Linked DNA regions of Mus musculus: region 1 is linked to region 2. A link is a contact called in public HiChIP or PLAC-seq data. All regions are on one chromosome and are shown on one strand. Each heading gives the region's core, a stretch centred on a gene start, on an enhancer-like site or on the middle of the called end of the contact. The rest is flanking DNA. Distances are from core to core; before and after follow the strand shown. Region 1 overlaps Plekha5 (pleckstrin homology domain containing, family A member 5). Region 2 holds the start of Plekha5 (pleckstrin homology domain containing, family A member 5).

Region 1 (3,918 bases), core at 1,140-3,639, 85 kb before region 2:
ACAATCCCACCTTGGGGACGTCAAAAAGAAGTCAATAAACCTCCCTCACAATTCCAAAGGCAAAGGCGAATCCAATACCAGACATCATACTAACTTAGAGTGAGAGTACTAGAATAGAGAAAGCTTTGTTTGTTTGTTTGTTATTGAGACAGGATTTCTCTGTGCAGCCTTATCAGGCTGTTCTCAAACTCAAGAGATCCAACTGCCTCAGTCTCCTAAGTGTTGGGATTAAAGGCATACAACCACTGCTGCCCGGCTATTGGGCTTATTACCTCTAAAGCAATTAGACTCCCTATTATCTAATGAAGACGTCCTCATCAGGACAGCTTTGCAACAGAGAACCTAGAAATTCACTAAGACGAATGGGATGACACACATATCTACCCCAACATCTAGGAGCACCAAGACCAGAGGATCGAGAGGTAAAGGCTAGCTGGAGCGATCCCGTGAGGCTCTTGGTGATCGCTTGACTTAGTTAGCAAAATGGCTCCACTGAGAGATAGATGTCTAGGAATGGAGGAGCACAATCCTGGGTATGTTTGGAGGGCATTTCTAAAAAGGACTGGCATGTGGGTAAGTGGTAGATGGAAATTCTATGGATATAACTGAGAAGAGGGAGTCAGGGTACATGTGGAAGCTCTCCTCTTCCAGAAACCAAGGTCACTGTTGCCATCATCTATGGACATCAGGCCCCAGTAGTGCCAGCCTTTCAATGTGGACTCAGCACCAGGGACTCTCTAGCGTGCAGGTAGCCATCACACAGCTACCCTGCCTTCTATTACGTAAGCCACGCTAATAAATCTCCTTGTATCACTCACTCTCTCCCCCTCCATACACCTTCTTTTAGTTCTGATCTTCTAGAAACCCTAGAATATACATTTTGGTACCAGGAATGGGGACTTCTCAATTCCTGAAATATCTAAGGTACTTTTAATTTTAACACTCTTGTATAAATTGTCTGGCTTCTCTTTAATGGCTTCTTTGCCTGCAACTTTAAAGAAACTACTTTTCTGGCCAAACTGTATGTTTTCCTATGAATTTCTGCTCTGCTTTTAAAAGCTCCCAATTCTCAATGAAAACTAGTGGTAGTGCAGCTAGCACTAGCAATGGCATAGCCTGAACACTATATCATTTTTCAATTTATACTCTTTCAAGGTTTCAGACATGCATAAACTAGAGACAGATTCTGTGCTAGAATATAACATGAATGGTTTCCAGTCCAATTCTAATAGAGTCATGTTCCCTTTTAAACCTCACAGAATAGTCTTTACTGTGTATTTCTATAAGGTTCTAGCTTTCTAAACTCCTACCAGAATGGTCCACTTAGCTTTGCTTAACGAACTGTAGGAGGGGTGCTCTAGTCTGCCTTCAAACTCTTTCACATTCTTCTTATACATCAGTTTTCAAAACCTAATAATCATGTTGTTAGGTTTAGTTACAGTGACCTTACTCCCCTGGTACCAATTTTTTCTATTAGTTATTTTTGCATGGCTTAGACATACTATCTGACAGAACTAACTTACAGGAGGACTGCTTTATTCTCAGTTATCTGCATTGCATCATGTCAGGGACACCATGCCCAAGCAGCTCGCCTCATGGAGGAAGGACCACGGAGTGTTAGAGGCTGAGCGAGCACACCATAGAAGAGCAGGAAGCGGAGGAAACAACACACAGGGACCAGGGGCCAAGGAGCCTTCGAGGGCCAACCTTGTAAAGCTTCCAGGGCTTTCCAAAATAATAACAACACTTAGTGACCTGGGCTCAAGTATATGAACATTAAAACCATGACATCCGGGCTGGTGAGACGGCCTGGTTAAGAGCGCTAACTGCTCTTCCACAGGTCAGGAGTTCAAATCCCAGCAACCACATGGTGGCTCACAACCATCCATAATGAAATCTGATGCCCTCTTCTGGAGTGTCTGAGGACAGCTACAGTGTTAAAAAAAAACAAAAAACAAAAACCATGACATCCTATCCTGTTTTAAGGAAACAATCAAACAACTATAAACCTGGAAACAAACAACAACAACAAAAACATCAGCTACGCAGATGAACAAAATAATGTACTAAAAAGCAACGTTGCCATTCCTCTCATGCACCTGGGTTACATGTGATCCCGTAGTAAAGCAGGACTTTCAAAATCAGACAAAAACCTAGCTCAGCGTTTGCAGCATCACACAGTGGTCCAGGGGCTCCACAACGCACTGCTCCAAGAAACAATGAAATGAAACAAGAGATCTGCTCCAAGAGTCTCCACCTGGGGAGAGGAAGAAGGGACAAGGCAGCCTAGCACTTGGTTTATGACATTATGGCGCTTGTGAAGTCTCTTGCCCTCGCAACAACGAAGACGAAGACGGCTTACTCACTGTTTACAGTGTGGTCAGCCACGGGAACAAAGGGGAGAGTAAGATAAAGTCCCTCTTTCAAGGTCACCACAGGCCCAACTGACAGCTTAATAGGAGAAAGCGGGCTGTAAACAAATCATTAAAACATAACCTGGTTTGAGAGCCCAGAGGAGGAAATGGCTAATGGCCTGGGGGATATGTGGAAACTGCTTAACAAAACGAAGGCCATCCGACTATTTCAAGATGAAATCCATTAGGGGTAGCTATGCTCGGAGCACACACGTCAGCAAAAAGTCTAAACTTCTCACACACACACACACACACACACACACACACACACACACTACCCACTAGCAGACAAACTATTTACTTACAGAAAGATGACTAACAATAAGGCAATTCTCATGTGCCTTGTACAATTCTGCCCAGCAGGTCTCAGGCCTGCACTGATCACATGGTCAGGAGAAAGCCAAGAAAAGCTGTGGAGACAGACAGCCCACTACACTGCTGAAGCCAATCAACTTCAAATCCGTGGGGAGTCCTAAACCTCAACTAATCCCAATTTTCTTTTCACGTATCTCTAAAGTCTACCGCAGGAGCCGCGCCTCATGAAGACAGAAGAGAAGGCCAGTGAGGGCTCAGGTGGTAAAAGTCATTGCCATTTTGGCCTCATGACATGAATGCAGTCCCTGAGGCCGATGGGAGGAGAGAACCAACTCTCCAAAGTGGGTGTACATATACAAACGAAAACAAAGCATTTCTAAAAACCACAGCGAAAGGTTCCACTTGGCAGTGGTTAGGCTCACATGCTGCCCTAGCAGAGGAGCAGGGTTTGAGTCCCACCACTCACATGGCACAACCATCTGTAACCACAGAGTCAGAGGACCGAACCGCTTCTGGTCACTGTGGGTACCAGGCACATAAACGGTAAAAAGATACTACACACGTCCAGCCAAAACACAATATGTATCAAATGGACAGACAGACGACAAACAGGATACGATCTACAACCAAAAACTAGAGTTCAGCAGGGGTCTCATAAGAACTTACACCAGCACCCGTGTTTCACTCAAGCACAAGGCACGCCTGTGAGACACCCGACAGCCCAGCGGCCACACTGTCAGTTTTGAGTCCTTACATACTTACGATTTCACTTCTCAGTGGATTGTAATCTTGAAAATGCTACCCCTGCCCTTGACTTACTTGATCTATCTGGATTCGCAACATTCACTCTGCAAGAGATTTATTTCCAAATACCTCAATCTGAAACCCGATCCCATCCATCATCTGGGGCCAATTTATTCATAATTAATATTCAATATAGAAGCTCTTGTAATGGGAAAGGAGCCCTGTTTCTAGTATTTCCTCCCAGTACCTAACACTACGGTAAGACAGTAAGTGTAAGGTGTCTCATTGGTTAGTTAAGGATTTCACCCCCTTAGTCATTTAATACAAATCTTTCTGATGTGGAAATAGTAGAATGCGCTTGACCTTGTGGTCCATGCCTGTGAGCTCAACTCCCAGGAGGTGGAAACTGTGTTTAAAAAAAAAAAAATCAAGAATGGGTGTGGGG
Region 2 (4,413 bases), core at 1,202-3,701:
TAGTATCTTGCACCTTCGAACGTATATGCTTCTTCCCAGCCAGTGGGCAAATCTAAAAAACATATGTTACAATTAGTATTACTTCAGTGAGACTGCAAAATAAGCTTAAACCCATCTTATCTGTCTTCACCATGTTCATTTAAGTATGTGTCGATCCAAAGTCTTGGCTGGCAAGATCATTAGTCAATCAATATAACATTATTTGGAATTTGGAAGATGACAATTCAAATTTAAAGCCACCAGGAAAGTTCCAGCAATATTTGAGATGACCTAACATAATTATTCCCTTTAACAGTGGTCAGGGTGGGAAAGGATCAGCTGTGATATCCCAAAGGCAAAGTCTTCGAGCCCTGGTAAAACACCCATCACTGACTGCACAAACCCCAAATGGGCAGCATTTTGCCTTTTTAGGTATATCTTGTTTATTCAAAACCCTATTTTTCAATTCGAATCCATTTAGGTTTCTTCTACCATGAAAGGAACGCAAGCCTTCAATTAGTGGAAAACTGACTGAATCCTTACACACGAGTTTCAACACACTTGACCTGAAGAGAGGTGGGGTTTCAAGTGAGCGACTGCATCTTTATGTGCCACTTATGTGCCACAGGCCACTTATGTGCCACTTATGATGACAAGAGCTTTGGATTTAATCACAGCATCTCCAGAATGAAAAGGCACACATGTGTGCACAGAACGGGAGCCCAAGCAAAGTAAATCAAACAAGAATAAATAAATAGATAAATGCGAAATCACATCATAGAATAAAATATTTCCGGCATGTGACTGCTATTTTTTAATCTGTGAGGGTAATTCGAAGACATTCGTGTCATACGTAATCAAAATAGGCCTGAGATAATGCCATAAAACATTTGGGCTAAATTCTTTTAACCCTATATTGTCTTCCATGAAATAAACGTGCCCATATCCACAAGGGTAACGAGGCTATCAAAGTTGCAAATGCGTACAGTAAACAGGCTGAAGCTAAAGAGTGCAGAGAGTTAGGAAACATGACGGTTTATTAGTCAGAAATGCCCTAAAAATGTAACCTCATCATGCCTGCTACAGCAGCCTTCCCTTTCCTCCTCCACACTTGTGCAAATTTGGACACATTATTAGTCACTTCACTGAACTCCAGCGTTTAGCAGAAAAGGCAGGTTTGTTCACCCTTCTGGCAACTTTAATAGGAGATCCTCAGAACCTCGGAGCTGGCGAGAAAAGTACCCAGAGGGAGAGACAGAACTGGGCCTCACCTTCGACCCAACTGTTCTCAAGCCTTTGCAGTCACCCGGAATAGAGGCGGGCCAGTATGAGAACTCACGTTACGTTTCAGGCAAACAAGTTGGGTGAATGTAAACAAAGAATGACAAAAGAAAGCCAGACCAGCACTGAAACCACCACAAGCCCTCCTCCAGCTCAACTCATGCTAAACATTCAAGAAAGCTATCAAAGCAACCCGAGATGCATTTCCTCGTGGAACTGGGGCCCGAAGGCCCCCCACGCGGGACCGCCCTGGCTCGCCCACCGCCTGCTGGTGGTACGTGGAGCTTGGCTGCGGCTACCGGGGACTTTTGAGCCGGGATCACTGGCTGCGGCGCCCGCTCCAGCGTCCTAACTCCAGCGGCTACTCGGGTAGCAGGAGGGGACTCACCGGTGTTTGGATCACATGGTGGGGGGGCACCGCAGCACCCCTAACTCTTCCATCAGTCACCTACCCACAGTCCCACTTAGGAGAAGTAGGAGGTGGTGGAGGAGGAAGCTGCTTGGCAGAAAGCAGTTCTCTGGGGAGCAGGGCGAGGATGCGGGACCGTCTCACCGCAGGGGTGCTGGGATGCGGGGAGCAAAGGGGAGCGGGTGAGGACTTCCTAAAGGGTGCTGGAGGCGGAGACGGGGGCGATCCGGGGTAGAGGGGCGTCGCCCATCCTCGGGGGGCGTCCGGGAAAGGATGGGGACCAGGGCGCCAGGAAGAGGGCGCCGTCTCCAAGCGCTGATGAAAAGGCGGAGAAGAATAGGCGCCCCGGGACTCAGTCGCGCGGAGCCCGGAGCCCCTCCAACCCCGCCAGGTGGCCCGGAGCCGCAGCCCCGGCCGGCCCTACCTGTGCTCTGCCGCCGGTGCCCGGTGACCACGGCCTCGCCGGTGACCGGGTGTAGCCAGGTGGTGCTCTTGGCCTCCTCGCTGCAGGGAAGAGAAGGGACAGGCGCTGAGCGGCGCGAGGGGCGACCCACGGGGGCCCCCGGCCCGCTCGCTCCCACCGCTCCCCCCAGCCGCCCGGCGGCGCCTCCCCCGCCCGCTCACTTGATGAAGAAGACGCGGCCGCCCCTAGTGATCCCGTACGTCCAGGAGCGCGGCAGCGAGCAGATCCACTCCAGGTTCAGGTCGGCCGCCATGTCTGCTCCCCGGCCGCCGCCGCCGCCGCCTTGTGCTGCCGCCGCCGCTGAGGAAGGAGGGCGCGAGCGAGCGAGCGAGCGAGCGAGCGAAAGGAGCGCAGGGCGCGCGGCCCGGCCCGAGCGCGCCCCCGCGGCCGCCCTACCCCCTCGGGCGGCGCCCTCCCCGCCGCCCCGGCTGAGTCCGGCCTGCGTCGCCGCCCCTCGGCATCCTCCGCGGCCGGCCGCCGGCCCGCGCTGCGCTCGCTCGCTCGCTCGCTCGGAGGCTGGGCGAAGCGGCGCCGCGCCCCCGCCAAAGCCCTCCCCCGTGCCCCGCCCGCGCCGCGCGAAGGTTCCGGGGTCGGGTCCCGCCGGCGCCCGCCCGGAGGGCTGGGCTCCGAACCTGTGAGGTTTTGAATCAGCTACTGCCTGCCTAGCCCGGGGCTTCTCTGGGAGACGCCGGGCGTTGAAATGGAAAACTGCTTTTGGGAAAGGCTTTTCTGGTGTGTGGCGTGCCAAATAAAGGAGGGTCCGCGAGTGAGCTCGGACCACTGAAATGGGACTGATTCAGACTTAAGGTCTTTTTGTTACTGGTGGTTTTTTTTTTTTCCTTTCTAAGCTTCTGAGCCATATAATAGTTTAGAAAATAAAAACTTGCCTTTTCCTTTCTTAAAAAAGATGCACTTGATTATCAACGTGAATTTCTAGGCTCCCAATCTCTCTCATTTATTACAAGGGCAACTTAACTTTACGGAGTCCTTGGGGTGGTGGACATTTAAATCCCTTCGAACTATGATTGTCTCCGTTTCACTGAGAGGGGCAAAGAAACGTAAAGGAACAAAGGTGATTGTGCCCAGGGTTATGGTGAAAAATGGCAAAGTCTGAATTCAAATCGCCTATAGATTTCCAAGAGTCTACTCGAATGAATACGTTGCTGTATAGTATTTTTAATGCCTTGGCACCCCCGGCCCCCTTGTCCTTTGAACAAAGGAAGGGTTCACTGCTAGTAAGACCTCCCTTGCACCAGTAAAGAGCGCTATGCTTGCTCCTTACTGCCCCTGGTCCTTCATCATCACTCTTGGAATTGTCTCCATGGCTTTGCAGCAAATGACTCATCCCAGAGGAAACACAGTTCAATAATAACAGTACAACTTGGCATTCTCGAAGCACCTTTTTTTTTTTTTTCCCTGACCAGTTTGGATGCTTCTGAGGCATTCTCTCATTCATCTTCCCAAGTAACTGAAATAAGTAAATGATGCTTTTCAACCTTTAAGGAAACCAAGGCACAGGGAGGGTGAATGCCCTTGGCCAAAGCTCCTGATGAGCGTGCATTTTCATTGGCTTTTCCTCCTATCTCCTGATTCCCCAAGGCCATACGTCTCTGGTGAAACGGAGACTGCAATTACTGCTATAATTTTCCTGTCCATCTGCATATACAGGAGGAAAAAAAAATACCATCGCTGTAATGTTTTCTCTTTTGGGTTCGTTTGTATTCTGCTCCCTCATTTCAGTCCTTATTACTTTTTGACATCTTATCTCCTACCCAGTCTCTGGAAAATATGACTTTTTTTTTTTTTTAATCAATGAATAGCTGGCAGGAAATGTCCCACATTAGCATCAGTGGTCACTGGCACAGCACAGCAAGTATAAGAAGAGCTGTTGACTCTCTGTTATCATTACAAACTTAAAAGTCTCCCAAATGCCACAATAGCTTATGAATCTAGTGCTTGGTAGTCCTGCTGAGGGATTTGGATGTTTGCATACCACCGAGAAGTCTATACGTTGACTGTGTGCTGTGCTCGGCTTCTATTTAGCTCTGGATCTTTGGATACTACAAGATGTGTTCACAGAAAGCACATCTCAAAAGTCAATATAGATTAACTTATGTATCTTTCAAAATCGCAACCAAAGGCTATGGATGTAGTTCAACTGTAGAGTGCACATTCTATGCTTGGGGTTTGGGGAGGTAGAAAGAGAGACAGAGACAAGAGAGAGAGAGAGAAGGAAGAAAAGAAAAACATTTGCAGTACTCAAATAGTAATCTAGAATCTT

What was found. HiChIP or PLAC-seq counts read pairs in DNA pulled down with a chosen protein or histone mark.
Region 1: a contact with region 2 is called in an HNF4G HiChIP or PLAC-seq map of pancreatic cancer cells. The contact joins the enhancer-like site here to the promoter of Plekha5 in region 2. A contact is called at or near these places in 1 of 39 promoter capture datasets (the C10 cell line), 6 of 484 Hi-C or Micro-C datasets (CD4 T cells, brain, embryonic stem cells and 3 more), 4 of 115 datasets of contacts at active chromatin or transcription factors (effector CD8 T cells, embryonic stem cells and pancreatic cancer cells) and 2 of 9 other capture datasets (adipose tissue and liver).

What each region holds. Positions count from the first base shown.
Region 1 is chr6:140,507,837-140,511,754 of GRCm38.p6, reverse strand. All of the region lies in intron 3 of Plekha5 (pleckstrin homology domain containing, family A member 5), which reads right to left. Among named protein-coding and RNA genes, the nearest start is that of Plekha5, 86 kb to the right of the region's middle. Within about 2 kb of position 2,389, at least 66 of the 459 cell types and tissues checked have an H3K27ac peak or open chromatin away from gene starts, as enhancers often do. A contact at or near this core is called in pancreatic cancer cells and uterus, where this site is marked.
Region 2 is chr6:140,422,137-140,426,549 of GRCm38.p6, reverse strand. Plekha5 (pleckstrin homology domain containing, family A member 5) reads right to left here and starts at 2,451. Exons shown (of 31, transcript NM_144920.3): 1 at 2,294-2,451; 2 at 2,094-2,173; 3 at 1-52. The coding sequence starts at 2,385.